Linked DNA regions of Mus musculus: region 2 is linked to region 1. A link is a contact called in public Hi-C data. All regions are on one chromosome and are shown on one strand. The core of a region is the stretch at or near the end of the contact, and the rest is flanking DNA. Distances in the headings are between cores, read along the strand shown. Region 1 has its middle 53 kb from the start of Apob. Region 2 overlaps Ldah (lipid droplet associated hydrolase).

Region 1 (7,638 bases), core at 3,056-5,555:
TGTCTTCCAGTGTCAGGAGAGGAAACACACCAGGCTTCACAGAGTTCCTTCCCTTCCCTTGCCTTCCCTTCCCTTCCCTTCCCTTCCCTTCCCTTCCCTTCCCTTCCCTCCCCTCCCCTTCCCTCCCCTCCCCTCCCCTCCTCTCCTCTTTCTCTTCTTTTCTTTTTCACCTCAGTTTATTTATTTATTTTTGATTTTTTTTTAAAGACAGGGTTTCTCTGTATAGCCCTGGCTGTCCTGGAACTCACTTTGTAGACCAGGCTAGCCTCGAACTTAGAACTCTGCCTGCCTCTGCCCCCCAAGTGCTGGGATTAAAGGTGTGCACCACTACCGCCCGGCTGATTTCTATTTTTTATTAGATATTTTCTTTATTTCAAATGTTATCCTCTTCCCTAGTTTCCCCTCTGAAAACTCTCTACCTCCTCCCCCATCCCTGCTCACCAATCCACCCACTCCTACTTCCTGGCCCTGGCATTCCCCTCTACTGGGGCATATAACCTTCACAGGACCTAGGGCCTTTCCTCCCATTGATGACCAACTAGGCCATCCTCTGCTACTTATGCAGCTAGAGACACGATCCCACTATATATTTTCTTTGGTTGGTGGTTTAGTCCCGGGGAGCTCTGGAGGTACTGGTTAGTTCATGTTGTTATTCTTCCTATGGGGCTGCAAACCCCTTCAGCTCCTTGGATACTTTCTCTTGCTCCTTCATTGGGGACTCTGTGCTCCATCCACTGGATGGCTGTGAGTATCTACTTCTGTATTTGTCAGGCACTGGCAGAGCCTCTCAGAAGACAGCTTTATCAGGCTCTTGTCAGCAAGCTCTTGTTAGCATCCACAATAGTGTCTGGTTTTGGTGGTTGTTTATGGGATGGATTCCCAGGTGGGGCAGTCTCTGGATGGTCATTCCTTCAGTCTCTGCTTCATACTTTGTCTCTGTAGCTCCTTCCGTGGGTATTTTGTTCCCCCTTCTAAAAAGGATCAAAGTATCCACACTTTGGTCTTCCTTCGTCTTGAGTTTCATGTTTTTTTCGAATTGTATCTTGGGTATTCTGAGCTTCTGGGCTAATATCCACTTATCAGTGAGTGCATATCATGTGTGTTCTATTGTGATTGGGTTACCTCACTCAGGATGATATCCTCCAGATCCATCCATTTGTCTAAGAATTTCATAAATTCATTGTTTTTAATAGCTGTGTAGTACTCCATTATGTAAATGTACCACATTTTCTGTATCCATTCCTCTGTCGAGGGACATCTGGATTCTTTCTAGCTTCTGGCTATTATAAATAAGGCTGCTATGAACATAGTGGAGCACGTGTTCTTATTACATGTTGGAGCATTTTCTGGGTATATGCCTAGGAGTGGTATTGCTGGATCCTCTGGTAGTACTATGTCCACAGAGCTAAACAAAGAATTCTCAACTGAGGAATACTGAATGGCTGAGAAGCACCTAAAAAAAAATGTTCAACATCCTTAGTCATCAGGGAAATGCAAATCAAAACAACCCTGAGATTCCACCTCACAGCAGTCAGAATGGCTAAGATCAAAAACTCAGGTGACAGTAGATGCTGGTGAGGATGTGGAGAAAGAGGAACACTCCTCCACTGCTGGTGGGATTAAGTTCGTTTCTTAACTAGTGACTAGTTCATATCCCAGCAGGCAATGGGCTCCTCCTGTTTCCTGAGCAAGCCTGAGGCCAACACAATGCCCTCAGTGGGGAGGTGAGCAGTAGCAATGGAGGAGGGAGAAGAGCTGAGATCTCTGGGTGGGTCTATGAGGCTTAGAACTCACCTCTCTGCCCCCACCCCACAGCTTTCTGTTTGGTTCACAGGCACTCACATTAGCATACTCAGTTAATTCAGCATGGATGGGACAGAAAACACGCCCCTTTTACTTTTCGACCTAAGATCATGTTGGTGCCAATTTCCTTTTAAAATAATTCATTACCTGTAGGCCACTGGCGTGAAATCCCAGCGGTAGCACCCCATCAATCCTCCCTCCTATAATTCCAAGGCCTCCCCTCTCTCACCCTCCCCGAGGGGGTCCTTGGCCTCTGTGTGTATACACTCATGTTGGTTTTTTTCTCTCTCACACACATTCATTGTGCGGGCTTTCCTTAATTTGGTGTCCCGCCAGGTGCCAGCGGGGGACCACTCAAACACTATGTCAGTGATCTCAAAATTGAACCTCGGGGCTTTTTTTCTGCCAGTGGCCAGAGCAGATGTGTGGCACACTTTATTAACTCAAGTACCCACGAGTTGAAAATTTCATTAGTTTCAAGGGAGGGCTAAGTCGTATCAAGGGCCCTGGTCTGGACAGACTCTTTGTGTTAAGCTGACCCCTAGCGAAACGGATTATTGTTCTAAATGAGACAAGTGATCTAATGTTCTGCCTATTAGGCACCCACGGCCTGTAACCTTTTGGAATACAAGTGTGGGAAAACAGCACGTTTTGCTACACCCCTGACTGCACATTCCTGACAGGTGGCAGCTGGCATCTTAGCAACTGTCAACAACGAGCCCAGAATTACCCAGTGCTTCTCTAAGGCCAGGTATTGGGTGGGGTCAGGAAGCCACCTGCCTTGGATGAAGGAGCTCAGAAAAGCAGAGATCTGTCTCCATTGTAACCCTGTGACAGGCCAGGGGATGGCTACTGCCAGGCTGTAAACTGGTAGGAGAATAGGGGTGCCTGACTTTTGTTCTTCTTGGGCTATCCCGACTCTGGGCTTTGCATTGGGGCTGTGGAACACGGAGAGGGGGAGCCTGGCTGGTTTGTTGTACAAAGAGGTCCTTGGAGTTTTGGGCTGAGTGACTAGAGCAGCTCCCATCTCTGTAGAGCCCACCTTTAAAAAAATTTTTATTGGATATTTTCTTTATTTACATTTCAAATGTTATCTCCTTTTCCAGTTTACCCCTCTCCCGAAACCCCCTTGCCATCCTCCCTGCCCCTGTTTCCATGAGGGTGTTCCTCCACCTACTCACCACCCACCCACTCCCACTTCTCTATCCTTGATTCCCCTATACTGGAGCCTTCATAGGACCAAGGACCTCTTCTCTCATTGATGCATGACAAGGCCATCCTCTGCTACATATGCAGCTGGAGCCATGTGTACTCCTTTGTTGATGGCTTAGTCCCTAGGAGCTCTGGGGGGTGTGGTTGGTTGATATTGTTGTTCTTCCTATGGGGTTGCAAACCCCTTCAACTCCTTCAGTCCTTTCTTTAACTCCTCTAATGGGGACCCCGTGCTCAGTCCAATGATTGGCTGTGAGCATCTGTCTCTGTATTTGTAAGGCTCTGGCAGGGCCTCTCAGGAGACAGCCATATCAGGCTCCTTTCAGCACGCACTTCTTGGCATCCACAATAGTGTCTGGGTTTGGTAACTGTATATGGGATTAATTCCCTTGGTGGGGTAGTCTCTAGGTGGCCTTTCCTTTAGTCTCTGCTCTACACTTTATCTCCATACTTGCTCCTGTGAGTATTTTGTTCTCCTAAGAAGGACCAAAGCACCCACACTTTGGAGAGACTACCTTTCGAAACCACTTCGCCTGGGGCCACTCTTGCTTAGGGAAAAGGCAGTCACGTTTATCCCATTCAACAGCTCAGAGACCTCTCTGGCCCATGAAGGTGATGGCAGAGCTTCCCTGGACCCAGGTGTGTTCAGAGGATAATGTTGGGGAATGATGCACGGCAGGGTTGTATTCACATGTGGAAGGTAGACAGAGAATGAATGTGGCATTCTGCCCATGGAGCTGAGAGGGGCTCTAAGGGCAGGGGGTAGGTGGGTGCAGTGTCAGAAAAGCTAGAACAATAGGGTCAGGAAGCAGCATAGGAAAGAGTGGGTTGAGAGGTTGGAGAGAACACAGATGCTGTGGGCTGCTTATAAACACCTGTGCACTTTCTCTGGATAAAGGTTGGGATTTAGACACAGGCAGAGAAAGAGTCCCAACAGAGGGTACTTAGGCAACATCTCTGGTGGCCCTCTGGTCTCCAGTGGGGCCTGTGATGGAAATCCAGCCTCTGACACACCCAGTCCTTTTGAGGTGGAAGGCTGGAAGCCTTGGAATGCAGCCTGAGGGCCTGGGCTTGGATCTCCCAGAGTCTCGATGACTTGGCCTCCAGGAGAGCAGAGGCTAGAGCAACGACACTGGCCCCTACCTTCTAACAGACAGAAAGCAGAGCTGGTTGTAAAACCTTAATTAAATGAAATATTTTAACAAGAAATTCCAAGAACAGAATGGCCTGCTTGTAAGCAAGCCATCATGAAAATAAAAGCTGACAGGAAGTGTGTGTTCCGTTCAGCAGTTGAAAGTTTCTGCAAGAAGGAATAAGAAATTGTGGAGAGCTGGGCTGCCTCACACAAGTGCTGAGCAGAGGCTGGTGGGCAGAACTCCACAAGGCAGGGTCTGAGTGGGACCATAATCCTCTGGCTTTGATGAGTTTGGATGACCTACCACCATCCACACACTCAGACCTTCCCTGAACACCCGTAATGAGCCTGGGAGTGTGTGAGGCTATAGACACACAAGGCTCTCAACAGGTAATGAGACAGGTGCCACAGAGGCAAAACTGAGATTAGTACTCTCGACGATGGGCGCGCCCTACCTCTCCCTAAGTCCCGGTTCTTTACAACTTGGTTTACCTTTCCAGCCTGGCCACTCACAAAGGTACTCATGAAAGCACTTAACTAAGACTGCAGGGAGATTCTCTAGGGATAGAGTATGCCCTTCCTGAGAGAAAACAGTAAGTCCTGTGTACACATTTACACAGCAGATGGAATATAGTCTAGTATACTTGCGCCCATCCTGAGTCTTGTACATTAGATGATCTAGGAACCCATTCCTGCCGGGATGTCTGGGCACTTCTAGGCCAGGTGAGAGAAAATGGGAGATCAACTATTGGGCAAATAGTCAAAGGCGAGTGAGCTCAGGAGAGGCATGGAAATTCTAGGAAGACTTCCTGGAGGAGGTGAGCTGTGAGAGAACCTGAAGAAGGCATGCCTGGCAGGGGAAGGAAGGAGTGAAATAGGAGATCGAGTACCAGAGATGGTATGTGACCAAGGGACAAGAGAATTTGGCCCCGGAGAAGAGTAGAACCAGGGATGTGCTGCCCTAGGCACGGATCAGAGGGAGAGGGAGAGAGGGAGAGAGGGGGATGGGGAGAGTGGGGGAAGGGGGAGGGGGAAGGGGGAGGGAGAGGGAGAGGGAGAGGGAGAGAATCTGTTCCCATCTCACTCTGGGGTGCAGAGAGGAAAGCAGACCGTGTACACAAGTGGAGTAAGTTGCTGAGATTTTTGGATTCTTTCTTTGAGTAGAGGAATTTCTGTGACAATAGGAACAGGTTTCCCTTTTGCTACCCAGTATACTGACTACACACATTTTCCCTACTGCCTCAGCAGACCTGGTACCAAGCTTTATAAAAATTCCCCAAACCTCTGAAATCTGCATGCTAGACTTGTTTTCTCCAGTGTAGTTCATAGGACAAGAGGGCACTTATAAGAATATTTCCCACCAAGGTGTCTGTACTGGCTGGTTTTGTGTGTCAACTTGACACAGGCTGGAGTTATCATGGAGAAAGGAGCTTCAGTTGGGGAAATGCCTCTACGAGATCCAGCTGTAAGGCATTTTCTCAATTAGTGATTGAGTGGGAAAGACCCCTTGTGGGTGGGACCATCTCTGGGCTGGTAGTCTTGGGTTGTATAAGAGAGCAGGCTGAGCAAGCCAGTAAGTAACATCCCTCCATGGCCTCTGCATCAGCTCCTGCTTCCTGACCTGCTTGAGTTCCAGTCCTGCATCCTTTGGTGATCAACAGCAATGTGGAAAGTGTAAGCTGAATAAACCCTTTCCTCCCCAGCTGAATCTTGGTCATGTTTGTGCAGGAATAGAAAACCTGACTAAGACAGTGTCTTATATTTGTAAGTTTCAAATACTCTTTGATTACTCAAAGTGAACATGGATCCATGGTTTCCAGGATCTAGTGAATACAGGGTGAAGTAGAAATCAAATCTGGTTACAATATAGCGATCGATCATCTGTAACGTTCTGTTCATGGAGAGTCTTGCCTCACTTCTTCCTTTAGGTCCCAGGAGTGTCTAAAGTAGGAGGCTGCCGTCTACTGTGTGTATGCTCAATAACTGCACAATTGAGTTTCGAAATGAAAATCACATAATGTTTTATGAAAGTTTGTGGGTTTGCATTATGCTGAATTCATTCATATCTATCCTTGGTCTTCATGTGGAACACAAGTTGGGCGCACCTTCTAGACACTGAGAGGGAGAGGACAAGTAGAGAATGTTCTGTCTTGGAATCCACAACCCCTCTACTGTGCAAGATTCCCATCTCTGCTTTTGAGAGAAGACAAGTGTCCAGGGTGACTCTTTAGTCATTCACCTTGTCCCAGTAAAATAACTTGAATATCTTGTTAAACAGAGTCTGTAAAAATCATGGTAGGGGGAATCATTGTCCCCATTTTATTTGTAAAATGAGGGAGAATTGTTTTTAATGATGCCTGTAGTTAGGACTGGTTAGCTTACCGGAAGGACAAATGTTTACAAATTGGATAACTGCTTTGATTTTTCTGAAGGGTTACAGCTGCACCGTGGATGTTCTACCATTATCCCATGTGCCACTCACATGAGAGTGCTGTGGCCACAGATTTCAATTCATCCCACAGTGATGGTGGCTTCTCATACTTTGTAGGGAAGACTGGGTTGGGGGTGGGGGGCAAGTTGAAAGAAAATAGAAAGAGATACAGAGATGGGAACAGATGGCTCACAGGGACAGGCATGTTGTAGGAATGTCCAGAAAACTTCAGGGATGTGTGTGAGATGAGGCTTAATGGATCCATCTATATGTTAAAGAGGGCATGGCTGGACAACTCTGCAGACTCAGGCAGCCAGCATTTAGGAACAGCAACTTCTGTGCTTATAAGTCCTGATGCTTTGGATTTGCTTAAAACAGGGCATACTATTGTATAACTCAAAGCTCAGGATGTCAGATCATAAGAATGCTGACTTAGAAGTTGTGGGTCTTGTCAGAGGTCACACAGCCTGTGGTAGCAGCCTACAGACTGCTACTGCTTCTGGTAGAGAAACCTGTTTATAAAAGGACTCTATGAGCTCAGGATTTAAGCTCCCAGGATTTCAAATTTCCTCAGAGCTTTCTCTCTCAGGACCTAGGACCCCCATGAGGAACCTGGAGGAGCTGGGTACCCCTGAAAGAGGGAAAGTTAAAGGTTAGAAAGACTTGTATTCCTTTTGGGACTGGGTTGCCTCACTCAGGATGATAGTTTCAAGTTTCATCCATTTACCTGCAAAATTCACAATGTCTTTGTTTTTAAGAGCTGAATAGTATTGCATTGTGTAAATGTACCACAGTTTATTAATCCATTCTTCAATTGAGGGACATCTAGCTTGTTTCCCTTTCTGGCCATTACGAGTAAAGCTGCTATAAACATAGTTAAGTAAGTGTCTTTGTGGGATGGTGGAACATCTTTTGTGTATATTCCAAGGAGTGATATAGCTGGATTTGAGGTAGAACTATTCCCAGTTTCCTAAGAAACACCAAATTGATTTCCAAAGTGGTTGTTCAAGTTTGCAATCCCATCATCAATGAAGGAATGTTCCCCTTGCTCCACATC
Region 2 (7,638 bases), core at 2,321-4,820, 210 kb before region 1:
AAAGTATTCCTTGCTCTTTATAATAGCATATACTGCTATTTGGCTGAGATGGTTTGCTGCTAAATATGTCTACTTTTTAAAAAAATTATTTTTTATTTTGTTTTGAAACAGGGTCTCAATCTATAGCTCAGGTGGCCCGGGACTCACCACATGAGTCTCAAACTCACAATAATCCTCTTGGCTTGAGTAGACCTGCAATCTCAGTATTCAGGGTGCTGAGGCAGGAGGACTCAGGTTAGTTTGAGGCCAAGCTGGGTTACACAGCGAGTTCCAGGCAGCCTGGACTTTAGATTAAGATTCTGTCACAAAACAAAGCAAAACACAAAACAAAACAAATCAAAACAAAACGGAAGCATATTCAGCAATATATACCATCTCAGTGAGAAATATGGGAAACAAACGCAGAGGGAAAGGGAAACAAATGTCTCTTGTTAATTGATAATTTTACTTTTATATGATGAAACATTTTCAAAAACTTTAAAGATAAAATTTAAGGTATTTGCTATTCTCAGAAATAAAAAATAATTCCTCCTGGACCAGAAAGTGGCATCACAAAAATTCACACAAGAGGTGCTCAGCCAGCAGGCATTTCACCTGTCCTATGACTTTTAAACGCATTTCACCAAGAGCTGGCGGGATGGGGGAGCCCTCTACAGTGTCTGGCAGTGCTCCCTAGATCTACGCAGTGCTCAGAAGCCCTCAGAGGATACCTGTTAGATAAAACGCAATGCTGACGTGCACGAGGTATGCTCTAGTATAAACCGGGTTTCACTTTCTTGCAGCTTTCCAAAAAATTAGCCTTTTGTGGTGAAATTTTCCATGCTTAGTTTCAGCCCAAAGGTGATTTTTCTTTTTGCAAAGTTTGAGAAAAATATATTAAATAGTTCTTGAGTTATGAAAAGATGAGAAAAAAAAAAGACCACATAAATTTTCCACTTTGAAAGCAGTTTCAGGATTTGCAAAAATATTCAAATAGCTAACAATGGCTGAGTTGAAAAGTTGAAGTTTTCCATGAGTCCAGTTTTCAACAAAGTAGTCTTGGAGATTTGGAGACTATGCCCACATGGGCATAAATAAATATATACTGGATCTGGCAAGGTTCCTCAGTGAGTAAAGGTGCCTGCTGCCAAGCCTGCTAACCCAAGTTCTATCCCTGAGACCCGTATAGCAAGGGGAGAATCGACTCCTGCAAGCTGTCCTCCGACCTCTACACGTGTGCAGGGATGGCATGTGTGACCACTACCTCTGCATATCCAGGCACACAAAATCAACTAAGATGTAAAGAATGTTCACGTTTGACCATCTGATCCCCGTGGATTCACTAGCGGGTCACATGACAGATGTCTGTGCATTGCTTCTGTAGGATGCAGTGTCCTACATTACTGTCCCATATGCCCCATCTCAATTCTACAAGTCTGATGCTGTTTTTAATTTAGTTTTTGCCCTCAGTATGTCTCTATGCTAACTTCTTTTACTTTCTGCCTCTACAACTCCAATTCTCTCTAAACTCACTGCAAAGCAGACATCCACTTACTTCCCCTGAAAACTTCCCTGTGTACTTGAAGAAACAAAAGTGCACTTAAGTCAGAGGAGCTGGAGCGATGGCCAGAGGTTAAGAGTGTCATCTGCTGCTCTCGCAGAGGGCTGGGATCTGATTCCCAGCGCGTGTGACAACTCAGTGGACTGTGATCCAGTCTCGGGGGGATCCAACACCCTCTTCTGGTCTCCTCTGGCTCTGCATGCATGTGATATGCAAATATGCATGCAGGCAAAACACCCATACACATAAAGATAAAAATGGGGGAAAAGAAAAATATGCTCCCTCAATCATTCTTCTCTTCCTATATTGAATGTTCCTTCCCACCGGTCAGCTTCTAGACTATTATCTACCACTCAACATTCTGCAGCTTCTGTCTCTTACTTCACCCTGCACTCTCCATGACAACCCCCCAGGTGTTAATTCCAGCAAGGTGACGCTGCCCACCTCATTACCTTATCAACCAGCTGTGAGCTTGTTCTCAGCCCTAAGTAGAGCTCTGTCTCAGGACCCTGCAGGTGAGGAATTCAAACGGGGTCAGTTGGACGGCTGTGTGGCTCCTTGTATCAGCTGTGGTCACTGCTAGTGTTCAGTGGTCTAAAGGGCTGCTTTGCTAAGTGCCTCAGGACTTTCTCATGTGGCCAGCCAGGCAATGCCCGAGCAGCTGGATCACTTACGTAGCAGCTGCCTACTGCCACCAAGGAAATAGAAGTTCCCAGACTTCTGAGGCCTGGGCGTAGAGGTGCCAGAACTTGACCCCCAGGTCACTGCAGTGACTTGCTGACAGTAGGTCAGGTTCATGGTCTCAATGGCAAAGGGGAGAGGAAAGAAACTTCCTTTTTCGAGGGATGAGTGTCAGGGACCTGGCTCCTCAGTCCTGCATCTCACTGCACCTTGCCTGACCTTCTCTCTCTTCTCTCAGCTTCTGTGCTATACAGGTCTGGATGAATGGTTTTCAGAACTTTAACTCACAATTAGATATACATTCCAGAATGTAATCTGAGATAGAAGCACACATTTATAAAATGAGAAACAAATGTCTCAGGATAAATACCTATATTACAATATAAATATGCACAGTTCTGTTTTTTATAAAGTACTGTTTTGTCTTTCACAAACGCATCTCTCCTCTTGGGAGAGGAGTCGACTTTCCAGCTTCATGGACCAGCACTGGTCACATGACTTGCAGTGGCCTGGGGGGAGTAGTGTTACCTTCAGAAGGAGACTAAATGCAGCTCACCTCCTTTCTACCCTCTCCATGAAGCCAGAAGACATCTGACAGAGGCTACGCCATCAATTTGGATTTTGGAGTAACACCGTTCAGAGAGAACTAACAGGGACAGCCTATGTTCAAGAGGACTTGAATTACAAGCAAGAAACAAGCCTTTTTGCTCAGGCTTGTGCCCTGTGCCTGCACAACTGTCGCACAACCTAGAGTCTTCCCTTTCCACTACGGCCACCCACTGCAATGACCGAGGATGCCCCAAGGTGCTGTGAGCGACAGTCTGGGGTACACTTGTATTTTCTGCATCTTTCATTCCTCCTTTGCAGTAAATGAAAATTCCTCCAGGATGCATACATCCTGCCCTCTCTATTTACTTTCACTGAGAATTACTGCTCTGGATGCTGCAGTCATCTTTGTGCCCTTGGACTAGCAAACGTGCCCACCACCTGCTTCCTTGCCTTTTACTGCACCTTCTCTTTTTCTTTCCTTTTCTTCAGTGAGAACTGAGTTTATTGGATGTCTGACATCATCACCCATGACCCTTCAGCAGCTTCTAGCAAACTTACCTGTTGTCTATCCCCATAATTAGTGCAGGCTCTGACTCCTGATGGTTCTCTTTAGATGTATCAGACTGCAAGCCAACTGAACATTTTACCTGCTATTAGTTTCTCTCCTTTCCCTCATAGTGGTTCATTGCTTAGAAGGCAAAGCGACTCCCACTTTCTATCTCATGGAACATGTACTTCTAGAGGCTTGTTCAAACATTCCAGCTGTGAAGAAGTGCTTTGTTCAACAACTCCTGCCAACAGGGCTGTTTTTCATCTTAAGAGCTGGGAGAAGGTTCTTCCTTCAGCCGGGCCAGAACCTCTCAGCTTTTCCCTACTTTGCTTTCACTTCTTATCTCTAGATCTAGGGAACAGGGCTCCGGCCATAGCGACTACAATACATTAATCATCTCCTTTCCCCTCCCTGAAGGTTAGCCTGACTACTGAACAGAACGCAGCACTGTTACAGGTACTGCTCGCTGCTCGCCTGACTCGGATGGGGCCACGGAGGCACCATAGAGTAGGGCTGTTCTTCACAGACCGTCTAGATAACTTCACAGTTGGCAGAATGTCTGACTTTATTCTGTCCTAATATGGAGGAGATGCAATCAGAATCGACACGTTAAATAACCCAACTTGCCATTCTTACTCTCCTCAAAGTTTTCCAAGCTACTCAGTCGCAGTCGTACACTTTAAGTCTAAGATTCTGAATATCTGAACTACTTACTGAAACAAGAGCCCAGTGTACTGGCTCACCCTGTGTACATGCCCAGTGTACATGATCAACCCTGGAGAGGCTTCAGCAGGACTGCCTGGGCTAGGAAAGCTCAAGGCTAGCAAGTGAGACCCTGTCACAACAGAGATCAGAACACCCAGAAAAGAAAAACAAAAAGAAACAGAGGCACAAGGCTCTGAGCTTTTACAGTGACCGCCCCTCATTTTGCCAGTTTTTTCTCTGGGATCTTTATGGAGACACTGTTCATTGTTATTGACACACAGTATAACATGGCCACCAGTTTCTTCTGCCCATAGCAAGCAGCAGCAATATGTTTTAGGAAAAGAAATGGCCCCTAACACTAAGGGAGGAGACAGAAACCCACAAAATGGACTGATAGAACACATTCTTAGAAACAATGAAAAGGGCTCAGTTTCATAAGAATTTTCAGAATACAGGCAAATCTCTTGGTCACATTTTATCCCAACACAGCACTACCAGGAAAACAGTTACTAGCACTGCTCTGAGGATAAAAAGTCCTCTCTGGTCCACAGACCTTGCTGAAGAAAGCTAAGTAAACAACAGCCTGGGGCAAGGCTTGCAGCACCTGGACAAGCGAGCTGTGGCGTTTAAGCTATCATGTGGAAGCGCCAGGAGAGGAAGGCACTGCGGTTGTTCTGAAACAGCGCGGTTACTGTGCACTTTCCCCAGGGAACGCCAGGTACCACAGGATTAGGATCTGCTATCTCTGAGAGATACGACCCCCAAGCACCAAGTAAATCCCGAAGGAAAAGAAAAAGTAAGAAATTGCCTCACCATTCAGTCCACAGCGCAGGTAAGTCCTAATCTGGACTTTATGGAGATAGGACTTTCTCAGATGGTAACTTCTGACCATGCAGAGGGCTGATGCTGAGAAAGCAGGTTCTAGGTAAGAGGGAAGCTTGCTACCCTATTGTTCACATGCCAGCCACTGCATCTTACTCTTGATTCCTCAGCAGTGAGCAATCAAACTGTTGGTCGCACCGACACCCTTTGGGTGTTAAAAGGACCTTTCACAGAGGTGAACTAAGACCATCGGAAAACACAGGTATTTACATTATGACTCACGACAGTAGCAAAATTACAATTATGAAGTAGCAGTGAAAACAATTTTGTGGTTGGCGGCACCATAGTATGAGGAACTGTATTGAAGGGTTCCAGCATTAGAAAGGTGGAGAGCCATCTGCAGAGTCTCCAACCCCTTGAGCTCCACATAAATCCAGTCACGCACACTGTAGGCACACACCGTAATCTAGCACCCACAGGCTGAAGGACATTCTTAGACGCGCTTTATAAACGCAGCGAACAGAAGCACGCTCCACTTTAAGATGCAGCTCCAGATGAGACTGCATCCTGACAAGGTCCCTCTCTCTGACTTCTGACATATAAAACGAAAGATGATCCTGTGGGTCTAAAAACAATTATGTTTTCTACTACAAGTCAGAACAGCTACTACTTATCAGTCTTCAAACTCACTTTTTTAAAGAAAAAAAAATCTCCATTCTGGACATTGCTTTCCAAGTATCTGACAAACTTCTATTTCTACATTTTTACACATCAAACTAGATTAAAGAGAAAAACAAAAAAAAATTAATTCCACATTTTAAAACAGGCAATTATTTTGCACTGTATTGAGCTACAGGTCAGACAATATATCCAGCATTATACAGTAAGCCTCTTTTTTTTTTTTTTTTTTTGAGACAGGGTTTCTCTGTGTAGCCCTGATTGTCCTGGAACTCACTCTGTAGACCAGGCTGGCCTCGAACTCAGAAATCCGCCTGCCTGCCTCTGCCTCCCGAGTGCTGGGATTAAAGGCATGAGCCACCACACCCGGCTCAGTAAGTCTCTTAAATGATGTAAGAACAAAGTTGTCAAAGATTACACAAAAATATTGCAAAGTGCTGAACCAAAGGAAAACTAAACAAATCAGCTACCAAACTGCAAATATGCCCTCAAAATCTTATGGGAGTCAAAAATTCCAGTAAAAATAACAGAAGAGATGAGAACACAAGTTTTTTATTATCACACTTCATATGTTATAAAACATAACAGCTAACTTATTTTTGGCAACGTGATTAGGGATTGCAACACTCTGGCTTCCACAACTTACTTGATTGTCAAATGCATCTTAAATGGAGCGTTTCATGTTAATTTCAGGCATGCAGGCAGTGTGCAGTCTCAGAGACACTGAAATGTCAACGCTTCAGCATGGATCACCCCAGCAGTTATTAACTGGCCCAGGTGTTTAGTGGTGGAGAGGCAGGCAGGATGTCGTAGTGGAGAATTTCAACAATGCAGATAATTGAAACCAGATCTAGCTTATTTTACAAAAGATTATTTATTTGTATGAGTGTTATGCCTGCATGTATGTATGTATGTATGGATGGATGGATACCATGCATACATCAGAATATTCTGCAAATGTCAGAAGGTGTCAGACTCCCTGGAACTAGACTTACAGATGGCTGCGAGCTACCATGCAGGTTCTGGGAATTGAACCCAGGTCCTCTGTAAGAGCAACAGTTATTCCTAACTGTGGAACCATCTCCAGCCCCAGATCAAACCTTTGAGTAATGAAAACACAAAGTTGTACAGACAACACCTTTACCTCCCTAAAGGTGCCTTTCATGTAGGAACACACATTATTTTCTAGTATACCAGTCGTGTCTGTGTCTCTTCTCTCTCTATGCGATACATGTATGTGTGTGTATGTATGTATATGCATGTGCATGTAAAGACAAAGGTTGATGCTGGGTGTCTTTTCCAATTGTGCTCTTAGTTTTTGAGACACTGAATCTGGAGCTCACGGGTTTTTTGAGGATGGCAGGTTCACACACTCCAGGGATCTACCCTCTGCTCCCACAGAACTGGGGTTTACACCTGGCTTTTACACAGGTGCTGGAGATCCAAACTCATGTCCCCATGGCTGTGGTACAGGTGGAGCCATACCTCCATACCATTAAAGAAGAGGAGGTACAGTTTCATTGCTCTCTGAGACTCTGAATCATAATATATCTTTACAAAATGATTCTGTACAGCTTGTGTTTCTTCCTTTCCTCCTCCCCTTTCCCCTCCCTTCCTTCTTTCCATCCTTTCCCATCTCAATCCAAGTATCCACAGGAGACTACAACCCTGGGAAGACACACAATTACTAGCTTGTCAAAGACTCTGCACTCTGGGACCTGGTTAAGCTGTGATCAGGTTTCTGACCAGAGACTGACAGTAAATACATATGGTTTTACAAAGCTAGTCTGGGGCAATTTTATATATAACAGTAGGTAACCAATATAGTAGTTAACCTAATGATTGAAATGAGTCTAGTATTATTTCCATAAGAACAATAATAGATACTTGCTTAGAATGTTGAAATCCTAGGCAACACTCTTAATATTTTGCATAAATCGTCACAAAATCCTTGAAGAACATATTTCCAATTTGCTGATAGAGACACTGAGATAGAGACTCAATGATTTGTCTCTTTACACAAACAAAAAATGTCAGAAACTGACTTGAGCCTAAGTGAGTAGGTAGAGACAGAGCTCACAGTCACACTCGGCCTGAGTGCTGGGAAATATGG

The links. Hi-C and Micro-C count contacts between places; a contact is called where the count stands out from the background.
Region 2: a Hi-C map of uterus shows a contact between it and region 1, with 4 times the contacts expected there. The contact joins two enhancer-like sites. A contact is called at or near these places in 2 of 484 Hi-C or Micro-C datasets (embryonic stem cells and uterus), 2 of 115 datasets of contacts at active chromatin or transcription factors (embryonic stem cells and pancreatic cancer cells) and 1 of 9 other capture datasets (embryonic stem cells).

What each region holds. Positions count from the first base shown.
Region 1 is chr12:8,026,693-8,034,330 of GRCm38.p6, reverse strand. No RefSeq gene overlaps it. Among named protein-coding and RNA genes, the nearest start is that of Apob, 53 kb to the right of the region's middle. Within about 2 kb of position 4,305, at least 10 of the 459 cell types and tissues checked have an H3K27ac peak or open chromatin away from gene starts, as enhancers often do. A contact at or near this core is called in uterus, where this site is marked.
Region 2 is chr12:8,240,858-8,248,495 of GRCm38.p6, reverse strand. All of the region lies in intron 4 of Ldah (lipid droplet associated hydrolase), which reads right to left. Among named protein-coding and RNA genes, the nearest start is that of Gm33037, 37 kb to the right of the region's middle. Within about 2 kb of position 3,570, at least 17 of the 459 cell types and tissues checked have an H3K27ac peak or open chromatin away from gene starts, as enhancers often do. A contact at or near this core is called in uterus, where this site is marked.